Linked DNA regions of Mus musculus: region 1 is linked to region 2. A link is a contact called in public HiChIP or PLAC-seq data. All regions are on one chromosome and are shown on one strand. Each heading gives the region's core, a stretch centred on a gene start, on an enhancer-like site or on the middle of the called end of the contact. The rest is flanking DNA. Distances are from core to core; before and after follow the strand shown. Region 1 holds the start of Cox7b (cytochrome c oxidase subunit 7B). Region 2 holds the start of Fgf16 (fibroblast growth factor 16).

What was found. HiChIP or PLAC-seq counts read pairs in DNA pulled down with a chosen protein or histone mark.
Region 1: an H3K27ac HiChIP or PLAC-seq map of embryonic stem cells shows a contact between it and region 2, with 3 times the contacts expected there. The contact joins the promoter of Cox7b here to the promoter of Fgf16 in region 2. A contact is called at or near these places in 3 of 39 promoter capture datasets (embryonic stem cells, hippocampal neurons and neural stem cells), 8 of 484 Hi-C or Micro-C datasets (the HL-1 cell line, cardiomyocytes, embryonic stem cells and 2 more), 8 of 115 datasets of contacts at active chromatin or transcription factors (all in embryonic stem cells) and 2 of 9 other capture datasets (adipose tissue and liver).

Annotation. Positions count from the first base shown.
Region 1 is chrX:106,012,489-106,018,463 of GRCm38.p6, reverse strand. It overlaps Cox7b (cytochrome c oxidase subunit 7B), which reads right to left and starts at 2,764. Exons shown (of 3, transcript NM_025379.2): 1 at 2,594-2,764. The coding sequence starts at 2,633.
Region 2 is chrX:105,760,229-105,766,521 of GRCm38.p6, reverse strand. It overlaps Fgf16 (fibroblast growth factor 16), which reads right to left and starts at 2,045. Exons shown (of 3, transcript NM_030614.2): 1 at 1,708-2,045. The coding sequence starts at 1,981.

The sequences.
Region 1 (5,975 bases), core at 1,515-4,014, 250 kb before region 2:
TTTGATTATATAATAAGAGTATATAAGCAGGCAAGCACGTGGAAGGTAAAAGCAGGAGGATCAGGAGTCAGCCTACGGTGCATGACACCTTGTCTCAAAAAACAGAGTAGAAAAAATGTTATGATAGAGATTTTATCATCAGGTAATTTCTAGCCTAGAAGGGAGTATTATATGTGAAGACATGATCTCTGTTGTACAAGAAAGTAGAATTAACTCAGCATTTAGGCAAGTAGGATTTGTAGGTGGGTAGGGGTGCAGGGCAGAGGGAGGGTATAGGGAACTTTCAGGATAGCATTTGAAATGTGTATAAAGAAAATATCTAATAAAAATTAATTAATTAGAAAAAGAAAAATGGAATATCGACAGAGATAGATAGATCTACTGTACCAGAGAGCCAATCAAGTTTGGATGAAGAACAAGGTTATAAAGGTAGCTTATTAAGGAATAAAACTCGAAAAAAGTGGTAAATACCAAAAAGTCAATAGTTTTTCTCTTCAAATCTAGACACCACCACCTCATTATTTTAAAGGTCTTTACTGTGTGTCTTTTCTTAAAGATTTATTTATTATATGTAAGTACACTGTAGCTGTCTTCAGACACACCAGAAGAACGTATCAGATCTCATTACAGATGGTTGTGAGCTACCATGTGGTTGCTGGGATTTGAACTCAGGACCTTCTGAAGAGTAGTTGGTGTTCTTAACCGCTGAGCCACTTCGCCAGTCCCTGTTTTAAAGGTCTTTAAAGGTACTTACAGACACAGAGGAAAAAGCAATGTTGAATTGAGGTGCAGCGGTTCATAGCTGTTCTCTCAGTACTTGGGAGGGTAAGGTTGAAAACTATACTCAATTTTCATGCCAGGCTGGGCTGCAGGGTAAGACAAAACTGCTGTTCCCTCACTAATGTTTCAGGCTGGGGAGAGCCTGGATTCAGTGGCAGAGCTTTGGGTTCAAATTCTATCAAATCCTCTCTCACCCCCAAAACAAACACCACCACCACCACCACCACCAATGGTCTCTATGTGGTATAATCCTAATAATTCCTTAACCATTATATTAGCTGCTTTACTTACGGTTCCACTTTCACCTTTAACCAGCCACACCCAGGGAAATAAATGTAGCGGGATTGGTGTAGTGCTTGCCTAACATTCCCTAGACTTGATTGCTAACACTTCAGAAGCAAACACAATTAGGTCTATAAAGGTGGGAAGGACTTTGTCAAGCCCAGCACTTGGGAAATGGAGGCCAAGGATCAGGGGTTGAAGACATCCTTGGCTACAGATTAAAATGGCAGGCCAACCTAGTGTACCTGAGACCCTCCCTCAGAAAACAGCCACAGCCGGAATAAGCAAATTCATAAACATTCCATAATCAATTCTGCTCCAGAACATTTAAAAGGGTGAGTATGAGAAACAGAAACACAACAAAATAAACTAAAAAATCATCTTTTTGCCTGGTCTCCAGAGCAAGTTCCAGGACAGCCAGGCTACACAAAGAAACCCTGTCTCAAAAAAAAAAAAAAAATGATAAAAAAACTTTTCCTACAGTATTTTTAAAAGTCCCTAAGTCACTTAAAGATCAAAGAAATTGAGATTACCAAACAACTGTTGTTTCAACACTCTGATTTACCAAGTGATCTCCCCTCTATACCAAAATAAAATTAAAAACAAACAAACAAACAAAACCACCCAGTTTAGTGACCAGAGATTGGTTAATGGTCTTTGACATAGGTATTACTTACTAACCTCTGTTTTACAAAAACAAGTTTATAACGCTAAATCATTTGTCCAAAGTGAAAGAAATAATAAACACAGCTTGTAGCAGATGAAAGATCAGTTGGGCTTCTTTCTTTTTTTTTTTTTTCAATTATTCCCAAAGTACTTCAGTACTTAGAACACAGCATGTGATCTAAAGGTAAAATAAAACTAAATCCATGGCTAGAAAAGCAAGTAAGTATTGTGTAAGGTCACCTTCATTCACATTACTGAAGGTCACCTTCAGGGTAAAGCAATTACAAAAATGAATTTTTTTCTTTCCAGTCCAGTGTATTTTCCATATATACTGCTAGTCTCAAGTTTCCACGTACTTGCCTAACTTTAAAGCAGGAAAAAAAAATGACCATGATTGTTTTCGCTATAGTTAATATTCCGTTAATAATCTACAGATGACTTCTTCAAAGCTGCCAGGCTTAAGGTTTTCAACCCCTTGCTATGAATCCAGATGCGGTAGATTTAGTTTCCTACCACCGTTATTGTAGGAGATCAGTTCTTCTACGTAAATACACTCCCAGAGCTAAAATTTAGATCATCGCTAAAAGAGCAAGGTGTCCGCCAAAGCGTTCTTCCTGGAAATCATAGGTCTCTGAAGAAAGAGAATGCATAACGAGGTTAGGAACACAAGGACAGGATGATAAAGCCACTGTCACAGCTACCTCTGTTATGGCTAGCTTCCCTTCCCAGTGACTGGAGACCACGCAGGGGACCATGCACCTAGAATTAAAACCCGCAGGATTTGGGGCGGAGGAAGAGGGCAGAAGAGCACGAGGACAGCCGGATCCCGGGTGTTGTAAAGAACTCGCCCACATTATCTGCTCACCTTGGAGACGGCTTAGTGCGTTTTTGGCTAAGGGCAACATCGCGGAGACGAAGATGGAACTGCGGCGACTATGCTGCTGCCTTGGTGCAAATTCACCCCAGCTACCCTTGCAAAGCGTCCTGAAAAACAAAATGGCTTTCAGCAGGGAGCCCAAATGAGAATTGGTGAGATGTCGCGAGATTTAGGGGTTGACCTATAGAAATTGTCATCCTAGTTCCTGCGAGGAAATAGGAAGGTCTTTGGGAAATGTAGTTTCAAGCTTGATGGCTTCCATAAAGTAGTATTTACTAAGCAGGGAGGTTAACTCTTTGGACAAAGGTTTCGGACTCTACAAAGGAGAGCTGAGACACCGACCTTACATAAGGCACCAGCATCAAAATGGTGCTAAAACTCCAGAGGATTGGATCTAGTGTCTCACTTCCAATTACAGTCCCTTCAAATTTTTCACATTCTGTCTCCTATTACCTACATTAATTGGTTTTACCTTTATTGGTTTTTTTTTTTGGAATTTTTGTGGGGGAGTTGAGACACGGCCTCTCTATTTAGTCCTGGCTGACCAGGAACTCTCTATGTAGACCAAGCTGGCCTGGAACTCACAGAAAAAGTCCTGCCTTTGCCTCCCAAGTGCTGGGAGATCAATTGACCTTTTTCCCCTAAGGATTCCAGTTCATGTGCATCTGGCAAGAATACTATATATGTATCTTCTTAAGAAACTCTGTGTAGGGCTGGTGAGATGGCTCAGTGGGTAAGAGCACCCGACTGCTCTTCCAAAGGTCCAGAGTTCAAATCCCAGCAACCACATGGTGGCTCACAACCATCCTTAATGAGATCTGATGCCCTCTTCTGGTGTGTCTGAAGACAGCTACAGTGTACTTACATATAATAAATAATAAATAAAAAAAAAAAAAAAAAAAAAGAAACTCTGTGTAAGCCAGGTCTCCCTATGTAACCCAGACTGGCTAGAACTTACTATGTAGCCCAGACTGGCCTAGAATTTGCAATTCTTTTGCCTTAGCTTCTCTAGTGTCATGATTAGATAAATAATGTACAAATCAAACTCTGCTTTTTAGAGCATCCTATCAAAAGGTATAGGATCTTAGCATGTCCCATTCAGTAATAGTATGAACTTAATCATTTAATCCAAGCACTGCATACCAGATTTCTACACTTTAAAGTCACCGCTTTCCCTTTGTAATTAAAAAAAAAAAGTATCTTGAGTGGAAAGGAGGGATGTGTGCAAAAAAAAAAAAAAAAAGGTAACTCCAATGCATAATGACTATCCTATTCTGCATAAGCTTCTATCCACTATGTTTTGTATCCATTGGTAATTCTTTACCACACTGTGTCTGTATGACCACTGCAGTTCATATGCCTAAAGCAACCTGAGTGAGCATAAAACAGAGATACTCAAACCACCATGCTTATTTGGTATGCTTGTTTATTTTTTAAGATTTATTTATTTATTATATGTAAATACACTGTAGCTGTCTTCAGACACACGGGAAGAGGGCATCAGATCCCCATTACAGATGGTTGTGAGCCACCATGTGGTTGCTGGGACTTGAACTCAGGACCTCTGGAAGAGCAGTCAGTGTTCTTAACTGCTGAGTCATCTCTCCAGCCCCTTGTTTGTTATTTTTGTGTTTGTTTCTTGGAGACTAGATTTCATCCTGTAGTAGAGGCTAGCTTGGAATTTACTATGGAGCCACTCCTGGCCTCAATCTCCTGGCAAGCTGCCTGCTTCAGTTTCCCAAGATGATAGGTGTGAGCTGACATACCTAATAATTTAACCATTTAAAAATTTTTCTTTTTAAATTTTGAGGTAAGCTCACACCAAGTGGCTCATATGGGCCGTTAACTCACTCTAAAGTAGAGAGACAGGCATTGAACTTGTAATCCTCCTACCCCAGCTTCCCAAGTAGGAGTTAAACTGACCTATGAGGCCCAGCTTAATTTTTTCATATCCTACTTTCTCCTCTCCTTTGAAACAGGGACTCGCCATGTAACCTATGTGGGCCTCAAAGTTGGGATTTTCCCACTCTAGTCTCCCAAGTGCAGGGATTACAGGAGTATGCCACCACATGTGGCTATTGCTTTCTCTGTGTGTCTCTCTCTGTCTGTCTCTCTTCTGCTCTCTTCTCATCTGTCTTTTTGTTTATTTTGTTTTGTTTTGTCTTGTTTTGCTTTGTTTTGTTTGAGACAGGGTCTCTTGTAGCTCAAGGAGGAACTCCCTATGCAGCCTAGACTGGCATTAATCCCTGATATCCTCCTGCCTCTATCTCCTGAATACTGAGATTACAGGTATGCACCGCCAGGCTCATTTTATTTCATATCTCTTTATGTGGAGACCAATTACTTTCCTTTCTTTTTTTTTAAAGATTTATTTATTACTTATACAGCATTCTGCCTGCATTATTCCTGCAGGCCAGAAGAGGGCACCAGATCTCATTATAGAAGGCTATAAGCCACCATGTGGTGGCCAGAAATTGAACTCAGGATCTTTTGGGCCTGCTCTCAACCACTGAGCCATTTTTCCAGCCCGTCCCTCTTTTAAAGCAGTTACTTTCCTTTCAACAATCATCTCCTTAACTCTCCAAATAGTGGAATTATTATAATTCTGTGGGGTTTTTGCTTTCTAGCAGGACCTAAAAGAATAATCACATAGTATGTTCCACACATTCAAAATAAATGCACCTTGGGCTTTGGATGTAGTTGTGATAAAATGCTTGCCCAGCTTGTGTGGGGTCCTTTACTCAATCCTTTACTGTGCCCTGTGCTGCAAAATAAATAAATAAATAAATCCAAATTATAATGTGTGTGTGTGTGTGCACGCGCTTGTGTGTATACTGAGGAAATATTGAGGATTAAACCTATGTGTTTACAAATAACAGTTAAATGTCCTATCAACTGATCTATATTTCCCCAATGTCTTAGGGTTACTGTTGCCATGTTATAACACCCTGACCAAAGCAACTTCATCAGGAGTTGCAGTCATAGGAACAGTACTTAAGCCATCTTCAAGAATAGTATGTGCTTGAAAAAAAGATTGGTGTGGGGGGGTGGCAGCGTGAATGTACATGCAATGGGTGTGTGCCTGGTCTCTGTAAAGATCAGAAGAGTGCATCAGATCTCCTGGGACTACTAGGCTGTTACCCACCATGCCGGTCCCGGGAGGGTCTTCTCCCAAAAACAGTTAAATGTTCTCAACCCTTGAGACATTTCTCCAGCACCTGTCCCAGAGTATTATACTAAAGGAGCAAATTTCAACAAAACAAAACAAAACCACTTTTGATGTAAGATATTTGGATGTTTTGGGTGTTGTCAGCGCTGAGGTTTGGGCTGAGAAATTAATTTTGCTTACCAGAGGGTATAATGCAAGCTT
Region 2 (6,293 bases), core at 796-3,295:
CACACACACACACACACACACACACACACACACACACACACACACACGGGTCTTTTATACATTATAGCATAATAGCTTTAGGCCATTTCTGGGAGCCTCTGAGTTGAGGGTGGGAGTCCCAGTCCTTACGAAGAAGAACAAAAGGGGACTGCAAAATCGCAAGTGATGGGAGGGAAAGAAGCCAAGTTAACACCCCCTCTCCTCCCACCCGCCTCGTCACCCTTTTGAGGACCTGCTGCAAGTTTATACAGACACCTGCAACCCTCCATTACCCCTCCCAACCTACTGTACTCCAGCTCTGTTTGAGTGCATTTTTCCAAGATGACATAGACCTCATTACGGTTCCTGCCTGCTCCCAGCAAGGAAGGCCAACCCTGGTCTTAGTTGTCTGCTAGGCTTGGCCTTAAGCTGCCCCTCGGCTGCCCCCTCCTCTGCCCCCATTTTCTTTCATTCTTTTCTTTTTTCTTTTTCCTTCCTTCCTTCCTTCCTTCCTTCCTTCCTTCCTTCCTTCCTTCCTTCCTTTCTTTCTTTCTTTCTTTCTTTCTTTCTTTCTTTCTTTCTTTCTTTCTTTCTTTCTTTCTTCTGAGGACTCCAGACGCAGCTCTAGAAAACCATGGATAGAATGCGAAGATGGGAAGGATAGGAAAAAAATGAACCGTGTCCTGCTTGAGGGTAGCAGAGCTTCGGACTGGCTTGGGGGCAGAAAGTGCGCTTCTTGCATTACAAGGACCTAGGGAGGAAGCCGAGGACACTGCGGCGGAGGAGAAAGGCTAGCTGTCACCACACCTGTTTGATGGCTTAATAATGAATAGGAAATTGAAAATAAAAAACCCGGCAAATTACAGAAGAGGGAACACAGTTGCTTAGAAGCCTAAAGATTGCCGTCCCAGATCAAGGTTTATATTAATCGTGTAATTAGTTCTGTATGGCGATGCAGGCAGCTGGGTGCTCTGAACAATCTGTACAGTCGCAGGCTGGCAGAGGCAATCTTGCCTGGAGATTAGACATTTCCTGTTTCTGGGGCTGGCAGTGGGTTCGGGGCAGTTCCCTCACGTGGGCGAGGAGTAAGTTCTGGGCAAAAGATACCCAAGACTTGTTCATAGGCAGTGGGCACCCCAAGGTTTTTCTAGATTCTCAGCTCCCAGGCTCCCAGGCTCATGCTGTGCTGCCTGGATTGGCTTCTACCCTGGGCAGAGCCACCCCTGAGGATGACCAGTGCCATGACGGCCGGATCCCCGTCAGATAAAAGTGATTTGGGTAAGGGCCGCTGGCCCGTGGAGGCTCCTGCTCTGGGCGATCAGTCGCGACGGGTCTGCCACCCTTAAGACTCCTCTGGCCGCGGTCCCCTGCCTCCTAGTCGAGGACTTCGGCTCCTCTCCAGACTCCACCTGCTTCCCTCGGAGACCCGACGATGGGCTCTCACGGGGAACCCCTTGCTCCGGGAGGAGGGAGGGTGGAGCGGCTGGAAGAGGCCGCACCGCGAGGCGCCTCCGCCCCCTCCGGGGAGCGTCGCGGGGCGCGGGGGGCCACCGAGTCCCCGCCAGGCTTAGGGCCCTGCCACCGCATCCCACCCCGACGGGTCCGGACGGCGTCCGGTGCTAGAAGGTTCGGGGGGACCCCTGCGGGACAGCCCCGCGTCGACGGCTCCCTAGTCCGCGGTCCGTCCGCTCCCTCTCCCCCACCACCCCTCCACGGCCGGGTCCTCACCGAAGCGGCTGTGGTCGTGGCGGGTGCCGTGCACCGTGCCGTTGGGGAAGATCTCAAGGTGGAAGCCGGTGCGGCAGTAGAGCTGGCGGCGCCGCAGGATCCCCTTCAGGTGGGCGAAGTCTGTGGGCGAGCCGCGCTGCAGCTTCCCCTCGATCTGGCCCAGGCGCTCGTTCAGGAAACCCGGGGAGTCAGCTAAGGGCACGTTCCCCAGAGAGGAGGAGAAGCCGTGCAGGTCCCAGTCCAAGGAGGCAAAGACGCCCCCGACCTCCGCCATGGCGGGGCCGGCGGCGGCGCGGGCCGAGCCGGGGCCCCGGGGCGCGAACTGCCTGTCTTGGCGGCGGGCGCGGGCGGGCGGGTCGGCGGCGCTCGCTTGCTCGCTCGCTCGCTGCTCGGCTCCGCGCTCTGCCCAGCTGCAGCACACGTCTGTTCGCGTCCAAAGAACTTCTCAGCGGCGGGGAGCGTGGGGCAGCGCGCTCCTGACCTTGCTCTCAGTTAAAGTTCGGCTTCCCCTCCGCATCCATCTCTCCTGGCCTCTCATAGCTGGCTTCCTGGAGCTATCAGATGCAAATGGCACTTTATATACGTACCCACTCCCCTTCCATTGACATATTGGATATTTAAATACAAGCCACACCTCACTGGCATCCCCTCAGAGATTGGTGTGTGGGTTCTTTCCTTTTTTCCCCCCTTCTCGTATCCATTTGGCTCTTTTTGGGAGAGGGGGGTGGAGGCGGGGAGCGAGCGAGCGAGCTTCACTCCCTCTTTTATTATGAAAAAAATGGCAGGAAAAAGCTACACATTGCAGTGAGGCATAACTGCTTTTGGCAGGTTTTCTTAAACTGCTGATGAAATAACGGAGCCCAGTACGTGGAGGCCATTGGCGACCACGGCCACGCAGGCTAGTTCCTCCGGGGTCTGTCTGTCGGTCTGCTGCAAGGGCCACCCCCGCCTCCCACGCATCCTCCCGCTGCTCCCCTCTGGGAAGTGCCGGAGACCGGGGCTGGGGGGAGGGAGTCCTCGCGCTGTTGAGCTCCTCTTCTCTGGCCCAAAAGAGGCTGCGGAAGGGGTATCTGGCCCGGGACAGGGGCGCTCCAGCTCCTTTGTTCTGCTGCCCTTTAGTCCCACTCCCCACCTGTAGGTCCACAGGGGTCTGAGGAAGCGAAAACGTTCTGGAAGCCAAACGCAGTTGCAGCTGTAAGGTCTTGAGAGGTGGTGGAGGTCCCTGCAGGCACCAAAGGGTGGGGGCGCTTAAAGGGTCTGGGAGGAGCGGGAAATCCCAGAGGGAAAGAAGACTTTTTAAAAAGGACGTTGTGGCTTAGACATAGAGGGGTGGAGGCTAAGACATAGAAAGCGATCTTTTTGAAAAATGATCTCCATGGATTTCTGGGCGCGCTTTTACAAGGCTCAGGAGAGCAAGCTCTGTGAGAGGCCATTGGAAGCCTGGTGGGGGCTCTCCCCCTATACACCTCTTTTCTTGTTGGAAACAGGTGTTTCCTCGCTCTGTCCTGTGCCCTGTTCCAAGAAACTCTATCAGGAAGAGCGGCCGTCAGGGGTGGGAACTGGCGGCTGCCAGAAAGAGAGGCTGGGTGGAGAGGACCTGGCGAGCAGGTGCCTGCCTGCCGCAAGCCCCTGCATCTCTGCCCCGCACCTGAACCCCACGGTCCCTCTGGGCCTCTGGCGCTCGCCTCCTTCTTCCTTATTAAATGGCGTTGTTGCTTGCAGTTTTCACACGCAGCAGGCGCTGGCCGCCTTCCCAGGTTCTGGTAGTGACTGAACCCCCAATCCTACCCTTCGGCGCCTTTACTGCGCCTCCTGCTGGAGACCCCACCGAGCCACAAGTTCAAATTCAGGGTTACCATAAAATGAGTAAACAAGCCTCCCCACAACTCAGTGCAATTTGAGGCCCTACTCTAAGGCTCCACGTGCACCCTGTGCTCACATCCTGGACCCATAGCAATTCTTAGTTTGGAACAGCACTGTGGCTTGTTTCTGCTGTGCTTCTTTAGCTCAGAGGGACTCTCCTGGGCCAAGCGCAATGCCTGGCACATATAGACACTCAAAGGAAAGATGCTTTCAGCAACAGTGAACACACATGCAAGTTATCATACAGTTTTAATGGACCCCCACACACAAGCAAAAGGTGGAATCTAGAGGCTGGAGAGATGGCTCGGTGTTTAAGAGCACTGGCTGCTCTTCCAAATGGACCCAGGCTCAATTCCCAGCACCACATGGCAGCTCACAACTGTCTGTAACTCCAGTTCCAGGGGATCTGACACCCTCACATCCACATACGAGCAGGCGGAACACCAATGAGCATAAATAAAAATAAATAAAAGAAAAAAGGTGGAATCTAGAGAATGGAGAGCTCAGCGTTGAAAATCAAGTAGTTCTCTTTTAGAGGACCCAAGTTCTGTTCCTACCACCCACATTAGCTCACATGTGCTTGCAATTCCTGAACCAGGGGGTCTGATGCCATCTTCTGGTGTCCACAGGAACACACACACACACCCTACATAATTTTTAAAAATTAAAAATATCTTTAAAAGGGTGGAGTCCTTATTAGAATATGCATTAATGGACCTACATACTGTCTTGGACTTACTTTAAAAATATCTCAAGAGCAAGCCTGTTGTGCTGGCACTCAGCTGTAATTCTAGCACTTGGAGGATTGGGAGTGTGATCCCAACCTGAGTTGCACAGCAAGTGAGAGATTGAACAAGCAAATAAGAAATTGTCCGAACTGAACGCAGTTCCTTGTACTTATAGTCTCAACACTTTGAAGGTGGAGGCAGGAGGATCAGGAGTTCAAGATTAGACTGGACTACATGAGGCCCTGTCCCAACAACAAAACAAATTGTGACACTAGGTAGGGGTCCTGAATCCATTCTGGCCTAAGGTGACTAAGGTGACTTTTATAATGAATGTACCCTGAGGCAAAGATGGGAAGGATCTTTTTTGCAGGATCAGAAGGAGAAAATGGTAGCCAAAAAAAAAAAAAAAAAAGGAACAATTCTTGGTCTAATTGATAAATTGGACTAATTCTTTTAATTAGAGTCAAATTTAAAAATGTAGATGAAACCATTTTGAGAAGCAGGCACTATAAAAGGTATAGATGTCTATGATGAAATAAATTTCACCCACTTCTTTTTATTTTTACATTTATCTTATTAAACACAGATTTTCCCCTCATACAGTATATTCTGATTGGTGTTTCCCCTTCTCGTCCTCCCAGCTTCTCCTCCCCTCTCCTCCACATCTGTTCTCTTTCTGTCTCTCATTAGAAAAGAACAGGCTTCTGAGATAACAACAAAACATGACAAAATAAAATATTAGATGAAGCAAGAACTATCATATCGAAGTTGGACACATCAACCCAACAGGAGAAAAAGAGCCCTAAGAGCAGACAAAAGAGCCAAAGACTCACTTGTTCTCATAGTCAGGAGTCCCATAAAATACTAAGCTAATAGCTGTAATGTATACCTAGAGGACCTGGTGCAGACCCGTACAGGTCTTGTGCTTGCTGCTTCTGCCTCTGTGAGCACATATGCACTCTGCTTAGTTGATTCCAATGGCCTTGTTCCCCTGGTGTCCTCCATCTCCTCTGGCTCTTACACTCTTTCTGCCTCCTCTTCCACAAGACTCCCTGAGCTCTCGGGGAAGGATTTGATGGAGACCTCCATTTAGACTCTCTTTCCGTATATTGTCTAGCTATGGTTCTTGGCATCTGTTCCCATCTGCTGCCAGAGGAAACATCCCTGATGATGACTGGATATATATCAGAATATCATTAGGATTTATTTTAATGATTTCCAAAGTGGATGTTCAAGTTTGCACCCACCAGCAATGGAGGAGAGTGCTCCCCTTGCTCTACATTCTTGACAGCATGAAATGTTATTGAGCTTAGTCATTCTGAGAGGTGTAAGATGGAATCTCAAAGTAGTTTTGATTTGCATTTCCCTGATAGCTAGGGATGTTGAACATTTCATGTTGAACATACAGGTGTTCTGCCTGCATGTGTGAGGGTGTCAGATTCCCTGGAACTCGAGTTGTGGTTATGAGCTGCTGTATGGGTGCTGGGAACCTGGGTCCTTTAGTAATCAATGCTTTTAACTGCTGAGCCAGTCCCCATTTTTAAATTGGACTGTCTGGTTTTTTGATACCTAGTTTCTCGAGTTCTTTGTATATTTTGGATATTAGTTCTCTATTAGACATGTAGTTGGTAACCCCCCCCCCCATTCTATAGTCTGCTGCTTTGTCCAAACGATGGTATTCATTGCTTTACAGAAGCCTTTCAGTTTCACAAGGTCTCATTCATTATTGTTGATCTTCCTGCCTGTGTTATCAGTATTCTATTCAGGAAGTTGTCTCCTGTGCTAATGTGCTCAAGGGTATTCCCCACTTTCTCTTACATCAGGGTCAATGCTTCTGGGTTTACGTTGAGATCTTTGATCCACTTGGACTTGCTTGTGCAGGGTGATAGATATGGAACTGTTCACATTCTTCTATATGCTGACATCCAGTTAGGCCAGCACCATTTGTTGAAGATGCTGACTTTTTTTCCAATGTGTATTTCAAGCTTCTTTATC